Linked DNA regions of Rattus norvegicus: region 1 is linked to region 2. Evidence: chromatin contacts called from public Hi-C data. All regions are on one chromosome and are shown on one strand. The core of a region is the stretch at or near the end of the contact, and the rest is flanking DNA. Distances in the headings are between cores, read along the strand shown. Region 1 holds the start of Sugct (succinylCoA:glutarate-CoA transferase). Region 2 holds the start of Rala (RAS like proto-oncogene A).

Region 1 (3,096 bases), core at 108-2,607, 280 kb after region 2:
TGGTATGCTGGCTAAGTGCAGTTTCTGTGGAACAGAACTATATAGCTCCGCCACGTATTGTAGTCTTAGATAATTTCTTTACATCTCAGGTTACTCATCTGCAAAATTGGGCCAACATATATCAGAGGATTAAACAATCCACGTAAAGGGAATTTTAGTATCACGTCTGCCATAACAGTAAGAGTTCGGCAAACGCTAGCTATTGTCTTTACCTGGGGGTAGGTCTGCTGCTGCCCTGGGGAGTAGCCGAACTGATGCTGGGACCCCGCGGGGGACCTGGAGTAGGAGCCTGGGTAGCCGCCCGGGGACGGAGACCCGAAGCGGGCCCCCGAGAAGCTGCCGCCTTGCCGCGGAGAGTGGCTGCTCCCGTACGGCCTAGCCCGGGGCCCGCAGGGCGGAGTGTGGTGCGGACTCCCGTACCCGTCCCGCGGGGAGGGCGGCCGCGGCCCCCCGCCCAGGGTACCCCGGAAGTTGTTTCCGCCACCCCAACCTCCTATCCCCGGGCTGGGGTACGGAGGAGTTGGTGGTCGAAAATTCGGTCGGTGCATAACAGGAAACGAAGCTGAAGAGCTCACTCGCCAATGCCCCACCGGAACCTCAGTGATCAACTGCTAGAAGAAAACTGGTATTCCTGTTTATGCAGTCCTCCGGCTGCCAGCGGAGTAGCGCACCTTAGTTCCGGCTGCACAAAGGTTCCGACCTCACCACGCTTCTGCAAGAGAGCAGATTAAATAGATCACTCAAATCGGATAAGGGTGGGTGTGTCTGAGAGGAGGAAAGATTGTAAAGGGGAAACCAAATTCCCGACCCCAGCGTCCCCGACCCCAGCGTGAACAATGCCACCCACCGCCTTCGGGGAGACCCCCAGTATACGGAAACGGAAGCGGAAGAGACAAAACCGGTCATCAGGCTGTGCCGGGCGAGTCGGAGGAGGCGGTCCCGAAAAGGGTGGATCAGAGGGAGAGGGCGATTAAGCTTTGAGGCTTCCGGAAAGCAGGGCGTGAAGCGTCAGGGGCCAGAGTCCTGGACTTTAGCGAGTCGGAGGCGGAAGCCAACATCGACGCGCGGGGTGGGTTGTGACGAGTTAGGGGCGGGGCCTGAGACAAAGAGGGCGGGGCCGAAGGATGTGAGGCTAGGGACTTGGTTGAACCATTTGGTTCAAGGGGGCGGTGCCAGTGAGGCTGAGACCGAGGCTTGGGCCGAAGCGGAGGGTGTGCTGTTGGGAGGGAGACCAGGCGGAATGTCTGGGCGGAGGAGGCGGGGTTGGTGAAGGGGGCGGGGCGGGCGGAGGGGACGGGACTGGCTGAGGGGCCAAAGGTCAAGGAAGGGAGCTCTGGGGCGCTCTCATTGGGTTGAGGGGCGATGCTGCGGATGCTGGCCAGGGCGGTGGCTTTTCGGAGATCCGGCCGAGGCCAGGCCGGCGGGAGGGGGCTGTGGACCGGCCGCCCACAGTCAGGTACCCACTGACACTGAGCGCTCAGGCTCCCTGAGGAGAGTGCTCGCGCCTCGGATGCGCCTGTCTCAGGGCTCGCGACCGCGTTCGTGCCCTACTTCTCTTCTCCATCCCTGCCTTTAATCCCCCAAGTTTTGGTAATTTAGAAAATAGCACCTCCCGCCGAATGCTGAGTTTTAGAAAGCAGATTGCTACCTTGATAACTTAAGAATGCCTGTACTAATTAACGTTGGACTTGAGCCCTGCGTTTCTGTTCTTGTAAAATGGAAGTTGACGAGGTTAAGAAGTAGAAATAGAAATTTAAAGGAAAAGAGAAACGGGATAATTCGAAAATGTCATCTTTTGCATAAGATACCTGTCTCAGAAATCTTGTAGAAGATGGAATTTCAAATTACGAGTTTTGTGGAGTTTCCCTTCAGATTCTGAAATCAACTCAGGGAATTTTAGGACTCAATACATTAGACCAGCGTGTGGTATGGATCTGTGGGGGTTTTATTGGTTTAGATTTTTTGTGTGTATGAGTGTATTACTTGTATTTATGTGCATGCAGCACTTAACGTGCCTGATGCCTTTAGAGATCAAAAAGTAATCAGAATTCCTGGAACTGGAGAACAGTGTGATTGGATCTACCTTGTCGGTGCTGGGAACAGAACCTGAATCCTCTTGCAAGAGCACTAAGTACTCTTAACCACTGAGCCATCTCTTCAGTTCCAGGCCTTTATGGTTTTCATTCATTCATAGCACCTTTGTATTTCAACCTTCAGTCTCTGACATCTTCAGTCACAAATAAAGAGTACATTCAGATATAAATAAAGAGTATCTTCTCAGCTTTATTCTTTATTAATAGAGATATAAACACAAGGGCTTTTGGGGGAAGGGTTTAATTTTTTTCATGCCCCTGCGTCATTCTTGGATAATTCCGTAAAACTTTTTTGTTGAGCTTATTTTTGTTTTCGTTTTTTATTTGTTTGTTTTTGAGACAAGTTCTCAATATATAATTCAGGCTCGGCCACATTCCTTACTTCCGAAGATAAATTGTACAGTTAATCATGGAGAGGTAATGTCACCATCAGGATACAGTGATATAATTAGAGCCTTCATACTACAGCTTATCTAACATTTATATTTTCTATACTGGCCAATATATCTGTTTTCTCTTTCCTTTGTTTAGCTTAGTATCTGGCAGTTGGGCACTCATATATCACACACATATATGTCACTGCGTCAATAATCTGCCTTATGAAGGGAGCTTAGAAGTGGGGTGATAGGCACCAAAATTATGTTTATTACTTTTTTTTATAACTGGCAGAAAATAATGCAGAATTGGGCCACAGTTTACCCTATATTAATGATCTTTTTACTTGCATTCTGCTTCTAGAATGTAATTGAATCCAGGGCCTTATGTATGCAGGGTGGACTCTTTACTGATGAGCTTCAGTGTAGCCCTAGTCCCCACAATCTATCCAGATAATACACTAGAAGTCTGGGAGAAGAAATGGAGAGAAAACTTTGCCTGGAGATTAAGATAGTGTACTTCCCAGCACATTTGAAAGTATTGTTCCAAACTGAAACTTTAATACAAGACCCATTTTAATCTCTTTAGAGACTTTCTTCTTTCGTTATTTTGTCTTTTTTTTTTTTTC
Region 2 (3,343 bases), core at 562-3,061:
TTTCATTCTGTGTTTTGGATTTCAGTTCCCCCTGTCTCTTGTGGAGACCTCCACATATCATATCTTCATGCAGACCACCAGGTATTAGAATAATATTAGAATGGCTATGGATAGTAAGATGTATTAATATAGTATTTTAAAAATTTCTCTCAAGTAAAGCACAAAGGAGAAAAGGTTTTGAAACTATGCTCAACAAAGTGAGACTGCATCTGCTTGAATGTGGTAATATAAACCTATGGTGTGCCTAACTTCAGCTCCTCCTGCCCTCTCCAGAGCTCAGAATGCAGCACACAGCAATTACCACTAGATAACACCACTCACTTCAGAAAAAAAGAAGAAACCCTTCTCCCATAAATTATGTCCATTCTCCTTTACCTCTTCAGTAAAGTACACCATCATGCAATGGAGATACAGCTCTAGGAGCAGAGTGGGTGCTGACTAGGCATGAAACCCAGGGTTCTAACTCCAGCATAAACAGATATGATGGTGCAGGTCTCTATTACCAGCACTTAGGAGACGGAGATAGGAGAGTCTGAAGTATCAACACCACACACACACAGAGTATACACTTTTACCCTGCAAAAGCAAAACATTCACTTCCAATTCTCCTAACCTCTAGTTGCCCAGCAAACAATTCTTATTTGGCTTATGAAGCTTATGTGGCTTCATCATTTGGAAAATCATCTCTTTAAGATGGTTACCGGCACTGTTACAAAGATCTTTCTCCTTCCTCTTCTGCAATAGTTGACTATCTACTCTCAGCTTGCTATACTGCCTAACACCCCCATTAATCCATCCTCCACTTACAAACAACTTAGCCATTCTACTTCCAAAATTTAATAGACAACAGAAACGTCAGCCATGATCTGACTCTTGCCTCCTTCTGCAGCCTCATCTTTCTCATCAGCCCTGGTAGAACTTTTAAGACAGATAAATAGTACTCAGTCTTCCCTATGAACAACTGATCCCTGCTCTGAGGTAACTTCCTTTATTTGGATCCGATTTACCAACTTCTTTTCATACTGGAAAAAGATCTTAATTAAAACTCTAACTACAGTTAGTAAAGTCATCAAGTCTTCCCTCCATTCATACTTTCAAATGCAAGTATTTGGTTTCTTGATTGCAAACTTGACTGAGTGGACATTCATTCTTTTAAGTAGTCATGCCAACAAAGCCCTTGGTTCTTAATTCGGGGCCAAAGGAAGAGAATTTTAAAGTCCAGGGAAGAATGTGTGGCAGCTATCAGATGCTGGGCAAACTATCTCAAACTTGTAGGCAGATTTAAAGAAAACAACTACTAATTTAAGACATTAAATTAGTGTGCCACGGAAGCTGTCGCCTTATCTAGTGCCGAAAGGGAATACTCCTTCAAAAGGAACCTGAAGCCCATATGCAGAGGCTAGTTCTCCACTCAGCCAGCTGCCGAGACCCTCCAACCAGGACAGGCGACCAATCCACCTCCCAGGACTTGAACTGCGACAAGCCACGTTGCAGGCTACACGCTGGAAAACGCTTGCCAGAGAACCTAGCAGCCCCCAGAAGCAAGATGGCGGCCTCCCCCTCCCCTTCTTTCTCCAGGAGCCTCTCCATGTCCATGACCCAGACACGGGAACCCCGGCCCGGCCGTAGGAGGTGATTGCGCCTTGAGAACCCGGTAGCTCGTCGTGGGTCCGCCTGGAGGTTATACCACTGCGCCTCCCCCACGCCCGGAGAGCCTTTGTTCGCGGCCGCCAGAGTATTCGGCCCCGAGGACAGGAAGTGCCGATTGGCGCCCCGCCCCGTTCCCTCGCGCCCCGGAAGTGATCTGCGGCGGCTGCTGCAGAGCGGCCCGGAGGAGGGTGGGTCTCCCTAGAGCGGAGCGCCGGAGTCCTCCCCCTCCGCCGCCGCCCAGGCCGCCGCCGCCCTCACGATTCCTCCTGCCGCGCCCCGCGCGGGACTCCGAGCGCGGTCCGATCGGCACAGCCGAGGCTCAAGAGCCCGCGGGGCGAGCGGCTCGCGGTGCAGGTGAGCGCTTGCCGGCCGGGGAGGCCGGGCCGCGGCGGGGGTGTGTCCGACCGGCCAGGCCTGTGGCCGCCGAGATTGCACGTCCCGCCTGCCGCCTGTACTGGGACCCGACTGCGCCCCGACAGCGGGCGGCGTCTCCGGAAGGTCACCTGCATCGCTCCGGTGGCGCCCAGGGCTGTACCCGGGCGGTGCCCACAACCTGGGGCCGCCGCCGCAGTCCCTGCGCCGCACTCCACCTCCCTCGCTTTCAATCCACTCCTTGCCGGTACAGAGCAGCTGCTTTTCGAGCTTCTCTGCCAGTCTTTGGTGCCAGTTAAAGGAATGGCTTTTTCAGACTAAAGTCTTTAGACGCTTCGCGTCCAGCTGAAAGCTCATAGGCTCTTCTTGTATAGGTTTAGCCTCTAGAAGAGGAAGGGAATATAGGTATTTTGTATGACGAGGGTATCTTCCGCGTTTGGTTCCTTGAAAGATGGCAAGGAGTAGAAGATACGATTTGTGTGCTTTAGCTGGGCATATGTGTGTTTGAGTGGGCGGACGTGGTGGCGCTGAGGTGGTTGTGTTGTTGAGGGACTTAGGAGGAATTAAAGAATTAACTGGCCTTTGCTTGGAAACCAGAATGTCCAGACTCGTGAGAGCTCATCCAAGTGTCTTTGAGCTACTGTGAGAACTCTGGTGCCACGCCCTACCTGTCAAGCCAGAAAGCACCCAATTTACAAACAGTTTGGGTATGTGTGCTGGGAGAACCTTTATTTCTGTAAATTATTTCCTGTAAATAAATTACAACTTTAATTACGTTCCCAAAATTGGGTAATGTTTATTACAGTGTAGAAGGATTCCTTTAACTTCTGCTTGTTAATATGTCTCAGAGTATCCTATTAGTCTTTGCTGTTTGTATCTGTTGATACAATATTCTTGTAAATGACTCTTGTGACCCCTAAGATGTTTCTACAGCTTAATTTTTTTCAGAGGAGGAGCCTTTTCATCTTCCTCTCTGTTATCATGTAAAGTGCTCAGAACTCCCTGAATTTTTTTACTGAATGAATGACTGTGAATGTGTACAGTTGATGGAATAGTCACTTGTCAGAAGCAACTGACTTTGGTTGAGGGTATAGCTGAATGACAGTAGTTGCCTACCAAGGAAGGGGTACTAGTTTCCATCTGTAGCACGGCCCCCAAACAATTTTGTTAAGAGCACAGTTTTCTTCCTTTGAGATTCTTGGAGTGTAAAAATTTTGCTTTATCTTTTTTTTTGTTCTCCAAAAGATCAAGGAACTACTCAGGAAGAATTTCATTTTCACAACTCTGACTGGGGAAAGGTTTAAAAATATTTAGGGATTAT

What was found. A called contact is a pair of places that touch in the nucleus more often than the background predicts.
Region 1: a contact with region 2 is called in a Hi-C map of prefrontal cortex, with 5 times the contacts expected there. The contact joins the promoter of Sugct here to the promoter of Rala in region 2. A contact is called at or near these places in 3 of 12 Hi-C or Micro-C datasets (frontal cortex, mammary epithelial cells and prefrontal cortex).

Annotation. Positions count from the first base shown.
Region 1 is chr17:52,070,695-52,073,790 of GRCr8, forward strand. Sugct (succinylCoA:glutarate-CoA transferase) reads left to right here and starts at 1,358. Exons shown (of 14, transcript NM_001014146.1): 1 at 1,358-1,456. The coding sequence starts at 1,363. It overlaps Mplkip (M-phase specific PLK1 interacting protein), which reads right to left and starts at 1,026. Exons shown (of 2, transcript NM_001109452.1): 1 at 213-1,026. The coding sequence starts at 548.
Region 2 is chr17:51,785,897-51,789,239 of GRCr8, forward strand. It overlaps Rala (RAS like proto-oncogene A), which reads left to right and starts at 1,812. Exons shown (of 5, transcript NM_031093.3): 1 at 1,812-2,004.